Linked DNA regions of Oryctolagus cuniculus: region 1 is linked to region 2. A link is a contact called in public Hi-C data. All regions are on one chromosome and are shown on one strand. Each heading gives the region's core, a stretch centred on a gene start, on an enhancer-like site or on the middle of the called end of the contact. The rest is flanking DNA. Distances are from core to core; before and after follow the strand shown. Region 1 holds the start of XRCC5 (X-ray repair cross complementing 5). Region 2 holds the start of SMARCAL1 (SNF2 related chromatin remodeling annealing helicase 1).

Evidence for each region. Hi-C and Micro-C count contacts between places; a contact is called where the count stands out from the background.
Region 1: a contact with region 2 is called in a Hi-C map of an unstated tissue, with 2.1 times the contacts expected there. The contact joins the promoter of XRCC5 here to the promoter of SMARCAL1 in region 2. A contact is called at or near these places in 2 of 6 Hi-C or Micro-C datasets (psoas muscle and an unstated tissue).

What each region holds. Positions count from the first base shown.
Region 1 is chr3:23,172,996-23,176,936 of mOryCun1.1, reverse strand. It overlaps XRCC5 (X-ray repair cross complementing 5), which reads left to right and starts at 1,998. Exons shown (of 21, transcript XM_051848209.1): 1 at 1,998-2,036. The coding sequence starts at 2,013. It overlaps TMEM169 (transmembrane protein 169), which reads left to right. Exons shown (of 3, transcript XM_070070224.1): 3 at 1-1,381.
Region 2 is chr3:22,861,644-22,866,030 of mOryCun1.1, reverse strand. SMARCAL1 (SNF2 related chromatin remodeling annealing helicase 1) reads left to right here and starts at 2,429. Exons shown (of 17, transcript XM_008259123.4): 1 at 2,429-2,680.

The DNA of each region.
Region 1 (3,941 bases), core at 749-3,248, 310 kb before region 2:
GGAGCCAGGAGCTTCTTCTGGGTCTCCCTTGTGGGTGCAGGGGCCCAAGGACTTGGGCCATCCTCTACTGCTATCCCAGGCCATAGCAGAGAGCAGGATCAGAAAAGGAGCAGCCGGGACTAGAACCAGTGCCCATATGGGATGCAGGCGCTTCAGGCCAGGTCTTTAACCTGCTGCACCACAGCGCCGGCCCCCAGATTCTTTCTTTAAATTATCCCCTGTCTCCCACAGTTCTTTGGGAACATCCTAGTCCACATTGATCTGTCTACCATCTTGATAGAGGGCAGAGAATCGGGCAATTTGTGCCAAAGTTTTCCACCCAGTGGACAAAGCCTACTTGACTCCTCCTCTAAAATGATCATTTTTATGGGACAAGGAACTCCACTGTGTATCAGTTTAGGCGCTTGAAGGTACAACTGGTGTCTGAAATCCATGAGAGTTTGTTACTAAATGTGACAGGGAGGATAAGGAGTCTCAAGGATGAGCAAAGCCACTAGAAAACAGGGACAGAGTGAAACATTTAGAAAGCCAGGCTACCGCAGTAGCTTGTAGTAACAATAAAGGTTTGTGCACATCACTTTGAGTTAGATTTAGCTCCATATAATTAAAACCCTAAAATATCAATGGTTTAAACAAGATAGAAGCTTCTTGTATAGAAGTCTAGAGGCAGACCATCCCTGTGAAGTCATCTAGGTCCTTGGTTTCTTCCATTCCATTTTCAATAGTAGGATGTGGGAGCCTCATTACTCCTCAATGTCCTGGTGCTGACTACAAAACTTCAACCATCTTATCCACACTTTGGCAAAACAGAGGTGGGGCAAAAAAGTGCACATCTTCATTTTTAAGGAAACTTCCTAGAAGTTCCACTGAACACTCCTTACATCTCTTTGGCTAGACCTCAGTCACATGACATCATAGGCAAAAGAGGCTGGGAAATGCCAACTTTAGGCTGTGTAGCTACACTCTCAGCTAAGTATTGAGGTGATGCTATTAAAAAAAAGGGAAGAGTGGCTATTTTGATAGTTAAGTAAGAATTTCTGACATAATAATTACTCAAAAACATTCAGAATCTCAAACTGCTGATATAATTTATTTAATTTATTTTTATATTTATTTGTTGCTCTTTAGTTCACTCATTCATTTATTTTGGCCTGAATAGTATGTAAGGAATTTATATGTAAGTATCTGCTGCCTATACTAGATATGTATGTGCTATACACACATATTAGCACCTCATGTGCTTTGCAATTAAACTGCCATAATGTCATCATGCTCAAGTTTTGTAAGAAATAGTGGACAAGAGAGTACAATTGCATAATAGCAGAATAACCCTTTTTACTGGTGGTAGAGGTGGAACAGATATGGTGACTTTTTAATCTAATCTATAAAGACTGAAAGGAAAGGATTGCATTTGTTAAGTGTTCCCTAAGGGTGACAGGTAGCTCTAAGCATGAAGAAGCCAGTGTTAGACCTCTGTTATTTGGCAAGACCTCACTCAGAGCCTTAATCACTCAGACCTTTCCAGAGTTTGGAAACAAAGAGGGTCTTTTCTGTGCTTAGAAGATTAATCCAGATGACTAGATTCTGAGTTAAAAGAAAATCATTCTTGACGTTATCTTTCTAGATTCAAAATGTTGAATCCCAAGAAGTCATCAGATTTTGGAGATTTGGGTCCTCATCCAAAAAAAGCTGGTGCTCATTTCTTGTTCTTATTTCAGAAAGAAGTACTTGGAAGAACTGCTGTGAACCAACCCAGAGGGGTTGATCATGCTCCCCACAGAGAGTCATGGGCATTTTCCTAATGGATGGTGCTGAACCCCACCTTCAGAATAACTCTCTTTAAAAATAGCTATTATTAGTTTGACAAGAGAAGAGGTACTCATCATTTTTGAAGATAAGCTTGGTGCTCTCTGGTGCATTTTCAGAGATATGAACAATTGAAGATAAAGTAAAAATAAAATCTGATTAATATTTGCTTACTTTGCCTTTGAGGTGCTCCAAAATTGCTCTGAATGTCATCATTTGCAGAAATAAAGGTGAGCATAATAGGTGTCTTCTATATCTTTATGTAATGAACTTAGTATGTATCCATAAATATTGACTTCTTCCATGCACTAATAATTTATGGGTTGTCTATTTAGGCGGATATTTCTTCCAATCTCCTTTTTATTTAAACCCACATTACAAAATTGTTACCAACGGTGTCACAATTTTCTGGGGTTGAGGAGACCGATGGTCAAGGCCCAAAATAATGTGATTAGGACAAGAGCAAGGTGCCCATAGTGGAATGGAGGAGCAGAAGTGAGTGTGAGATTATGGCCAAGGGATACAAAGACAACAAACACTGTCATGGCCTTAACCCTGGTTGGGCTCATCACCTAGTGGAGGAAATAGGCTTGCAAATAAAAATCATTTAAAAGGTGCCCTAAAGAGGTAAATGCCCATGCCGGAGGCAGGACAACCGATCCACAAAAGAACTAAAGCCATCTCATCCTTGCTGTCAGTAATGCCTAGACAATTTTGGAGAAGAAATTGGAGTTAGATACCTTATTTACCACATTTGCTCAATTCTGTTAACTCCTATTTACCCAGTCTCCATGGTGACTGTCAAGGAAGAGGACTGTATTTCCCAATTACTTAGCAACTGTAGTATTCTGATGGGGATAAACCATGTCTGACCTGATATGGTTACACTGTTATTTCCAAGTCATCTGTCAGTTCACATTAGGCAGCATGTCCTGTTCATGTCCATGATTAGCAAGACCCACGGTTTTCTTTTCTTTTCTTTTCTTTTCTTTTCTTTTCTTTTCTTTTCTTTTCTTTTCTTTTCTTTTCTTTTCTTTTCTTTTTTAAGATTTAATTATTTGAAAGACAGAGTTACAGAGAGAGATAGAAACAGAGAGAGGTCTTCCATCCACTGGTTCACTCCCCAGATGGCTGCAACGGCCCGAGCTGTGCCAATCCGCAGCCAGGATCCAGGAGCTTCTTCCATGTCTCCCACATGGGTGCAGGGGCCCCAAGGACTTGGGCCATCTTCCACTGCTTTCCCAGGCCATAGCAGAGAGCTGGATCGAAAGAGGAACAGCCAGGACTAGAACCAGCATCCATACGAGACCCATGATTTTCTACAAAACAAGACTAAATGTTCAAAGAACTACTTTCAGATGATTTGAAAGTTTCATTGTGTCAGTTTGGAATGGCTATGCAGGGCTTACTTTTTGCAGTGTTGAAAAAAGACTCGTGGCCAACATGAAAAGGTTTCTTTTCTTCAACTCAACATAAGCCTTTTATGTGGATTTTAAAAAATAGTTTTTGATGGAAATAGAACATTGTACATCACCATGTACAACTATTTGGGATATAAGCTTTTATTATTTCATATCTGTATCCTATGGGTATAAGTGTTCATTTCATATCTGTACACTACATTTTAACTAATTTTCCCAACTTGTTATCTAACTATTGCTGCAGTTCTCAGTCTGAACACAAAGCCTGCACATTTTTATTTTGTATAATAAAGTCATCATTCACATAGTTAAGAATCAGTGATATCAAACTCAAACACATTGTAGGAACTACAACACTAAATAGGAAGGAAAAAATTTGACCCAGAGGAAAAGCAACCTCATCTTGGCCCTTGGTAAAAAGCTAGAAACATCAGAGGAGGAATTACCAAGTTAAAAACCACATTCAAACAATTCTGTTAGTTCAGTTACCTAATCTTAATAATCTCATTTGTGTGGCCGCAGTCAGGTGCTGCATGTAAGCTAGGTGAGCCTTGGGCTCTCGGTGCTCAATGCTTGTATTAGTCTGCTTGGCCTCCATACAACATAAACTGTCTAGGTGACATGAGCAATAGAAATTTTTCTCCAGTTCTACAGGCTAGAAGTCAAGATCATGGTAACAGGATTGTTGGTTTCTGGTGAGGACTCTCCTCTTGG
Region 2 (4,387 bases), core at 1,180-3,679:
GCCTGGTTTCCTTTTTCTTAATTTTTTTTCCAAATGTACAAAATTGTTTATTTTTCTCAGCAATTTTGTCTCGGTCATGTTTACAAATCCTTCAGTCAAGGTCTACGTCTTTGTTTTTGAATGATTCATGTTTTAAAATAGGACAACAGCAACATTTGCACAAGTATTGGTGGTAAAGAAATATGAAATCTACCACTGATCTGATGGTGCAGAGGAACAGATACCGGTGCCCAGAAGTGGGGTGGATGGACTCCGAAAGTCTCAGATACTAATTTTCCCTTCAGAGCAGTGTTGTGATATGTGTTTTGCTGTGTTACAATTTTTGTGGATCTAAGTAAATTGCTATTTTAATTATGACTAACGTCACTATGGTTTTGAGGTGGATGAGGCACAGAGCCAGTGAGGGACAAGGAGCTAAGAACTGCCAAGAGCAAAGCCATTGGCACCACCCAAATCCTATCACCTCTGATTACACATGGCTGAAGACTCGGCACACTCACTGCCTATCTGCCTCTCTTTCCCTCATGCTCAGAGCACCAGGACACCTTCTTGGAGATCCATGGGCAGTCCCACCTCAAACTCTGCCTCCTTTTGTGTCTTCAGCCAGGCCCTGCCCTGAGCATCAGCCCTACCCCATAAAAAGGACAATTCCAGCCTGCTTGGTGGAAATTCTCTCTCTCAAGGTTGCCCACACTGGCACTGAGTGTGTGCTGTCCCTTTGTCTTTTCTTCTCACCTTTATCTATGTCTCCTGGTTGAATGTTTTAAAGATTTATTTATTTATTTGAAACTCAGAGTTACACAGAGAGAGAAGGAGGGGTAGAGAGAGAGAGAGATTTTCCATTTGCTGGTTCACTGCCTAGATGGCTGCAATGGCTGGAGTTGTGCTGATCCAAAGCCAGGAGCCAGCAGCTTCCTCCAAGTCTCCCATGCGGGTGCAGGGTCCCAAGGACTTGGGCCATCTTCTATTGCTTTCCCAGGTCATAGCAGAAAGCTGGATTGCAAGTGGAGCAGCCGGGACTTGAACCAGCACCCATAGGGGATGCCAGCATTGCAGACGGTGGCTTTACCGGCTACACCACAGCACTGGCTCCTGGTTGTATTCTTACATGCTGGAAGATAAGAATGTGGACTAATTCTAGTTGGGGTCCGAGTCCAGTGGGAACTTTTGAGCCCCCTGCCGGGGGGGGGGGGTGGTTCCCCAGCCCCACATATTTGACAGCACTGACTTCATTTTGAGCGTTTTCTTGTGAGCAGCTGTAACTGGCTGTTAGTCACCTTACATTGGCTGGCTGTTGAGCCACACTGACAACTGTGCCACAACCTGCAATGACAGAGTTTGGGCCCAAGACGTTTCCCATCAAGGCTGGCTTTGGCAGCTGAGATGATGCACCTCCTGGGGTGGTACATACCAGTGCCTTGAAACTGCCATTTGGGCCACGTGTCACTGTGACTCCATTCTTTGTGAATATTTACTCTGCAAAGGCATGGACTGTCAGAGGCTAAGCTGGAGTCAAAAATGCTTTCCTGCAGTGCTGAGGGCTTGGCAGCCTCTGGACCCAGGGGAGTGTTACCTGGGAGACACATAGTCCCTGGCCCGTTGGACAATGACTTCCTGGACACACTGTTCGATTAGCACTCTGTGCTGGAATAATGTTCTTTTACCTATTTCTTTGCCTACGTTTTCATATATTCCTTTTGCTTATTTGCTTCTGTGTGCATGGCAAGCAACCAATTAACTCAGGAACTACCTTTGCCTCATTTGGTTTGTTAGTTAAAAGAGAAAAGGACCAGCCCCTCTTAGAAAAATTATAACCCTTGAGGTTAAAACTGTCACCAGCTATTGGCAAACCGGCCTACCCAGGCTGATCCAGCATGACGAGGAGCTTTGGAATCAGAGTCACAAACTAGCCTAACAAGGACTCAGTAAAGTTATTATCTAATAGCTCTTGCTCAGTTTTCCCACCTGTAAAATGGGGATAAGAAAACTCTGTTCCATCGATTGTAGTAAGCATTAATAACTCATTAACGTTCAACACAATAACTGACGAGAGCGATGATGGCGACAATGGCAATGATGACGACGACAATAATGGCGATGCTGAGGGAAGGTGGGGGTGCAGCAACAGGTGGGGTTTAAACTGCAAGGTTATCAACACCAGGAATGGATGCCTAGGGGCACTTTTTATTAAAAGCTATCAAATCAGTCTGGCTCTCTGGAATGCCCTCTGGGGACGACATGGACAACCAAGCTCCTGTTTTGGAAACTTCAACATCCCAGGCTTTCAGGAGCCTGCGCTTGGTTAAACTTTTGGGGAAACAGAGAACTACAACTACCAGGATGCAACGGTTCAGGCTCCGCCCAGGACGTTGCGCCATCCTATTTTTCGCCGATCTGCCGGCCAAAACTACAAATCCCAGAAGGCTCTGCCGCAGCGCTCTTTCTAACCGTCTCGACACTCCCACTTTTTGAAGAGAAATTGAGCTCGTGTTGCTCATTGGGAAGTGTAGTTCGGTGGTGACCGAGCGCTCCAGGCCTGGGCGCTGCAATAAGGCGAGCGAACTGGCAGCCCTTGAGTACCCGCTACGCTCACCGTCCGCCCGGAAGAGTAATCTGGTTCGGTAGGACTCTGCACTCGGGGTTGGCTGCGAATGCAGGCTCCCGTTCTAGGCCTCAGCAGGTAAGGAGGAGGACGAGACCAAACGCCAGCCTGCGGGGGGGCGGAGAGCGCAGGGTGAATCCAAGCGGTGATAGGGGTGGGAGCGGGGCGTGGCGCCCCTTATCGCGGGGTCAAGGTAAGGCGTGCCCCGGAAATGGCGTGGAACCCAGGTTCCAGCCCAGAGGGGAAGAAGGGCATCCAGGTGGCCGGGTGGCGTTCTGGGTTGGGGCTGGCCGTGGGAGTTCTCGGCCCATAGCCTGGCCGCGCTGGCTGGTGGAGTCAGCTCCGGAGGCCTGGCCCCGGGGGAAAGTTAGCTGGGGTCTGCTTTGCCTCGGAACGGAGCCTCCCCTGCTCTCGGCCCCAGTGCTGGGGCTTGGAGGGGCTGGACGGCCTCTGAGGGTGGGTGTTTTGGGGGCCTTGGCCAAAGGGAGCCCCAGCCAGGCGGGGAAGGTTCACCGAATGCTGTTGGAGGACTCCCTGCCCACCGTCCCAATCGGTGCTTGGCGCTGGACAGGCCATTTACTGTGACCCACCGGCAGGGAAATCGGTGTCCTGCGCCCTGGGTCGGGGATGTGTTGAAAATAGCTCAGCTCGCAGGGTGCAGGAGCTGCAAAATAATCAGGTTGATCCTATTTTGGAGTAACTATAGGAAAAAATGGAAAACTGTACTGTGCTGAGTTACTACCTGTGGTTATTGATGACTAGTGTGGTTGCAGATCAGTTCTACTTTCCTTGATGTCTTTTTAAGATTCTTTTACAAACTTATTTGAAAGGCAGAGTTACAGAGAGAGGAGACAGAGAGGATCTTCTTCTATCTGTGGATCACTCCCCCAAATGGCCACAATGGCTGGAGCTGGGCCCATCTGAAGCCAGGAGCATCTTCCAGGTCTCTCGTGTGGGTTCAGGGGTCCAGGTTCTTGGGCCATCTTCCACTGCTTTCCCAAGCACATTAGCAGGGAGCTGGATCAGAAGTGGAGCAGCCAGGACTTGAATCAGTGCCCGTATGGGATGTTGGCACTGCGGAGTGCGGCTCAATCCGCTATGCCACAGTGCCGTCCCCTCCTTTATGTCTTTCTGTAGTGTCTGAATTTTGTACAGTGAGCATGTATTACATTTTCTTTTGTCTTAGCCTCCCAAAGGACTTACTTAAGTGGCATCATGGGTTGCAGTTTGGAAGGCTTGTACCAGGCCATGTGCAGACTGGCTTACCAAACACAAGAGCACTGAACGAAAGGGGGAGATTTATTGTGTGGTCTGTGTGAGCTCATGCTTTTCTCCTTCCAGCTCGGGAAGAGGCTGTTTTCACAAGTGTCATGCCCTTGGAGGTGGTCTTTTTCAGTCTGTTCCATTATTTTTTCTGGTTTAGTGTTGCCTTTTTCATTATCTGGTGGAGTTAGGTTGCACTGCAGAACTTTCTTGGGAATCTAATAACTCGACTAGAGCATGGGAAAGAGAAAAATAGTACAGCTAAAATACTTTCTTTTTGTTTAAATAATAGTTTATTTGAAAGACAGAGAGGGAGAGAAAGAAAGAGAGAGAGATCTTCCATCCACTGATTCACTCCCCAAATGGCCACAAAGGCCAAGGCTAGTCCTGGCTGAAGCCAAGAGCCAGAACTCCATCTTGGTCTTCCACGTGGGTGGCTGGGCCATCGTCTGTCTGCTTCCTTCCAGAGCACATTAGCAGGGAGCTGGATCGGAAGCTGAGCAGCCAGGACTGGAACCTATA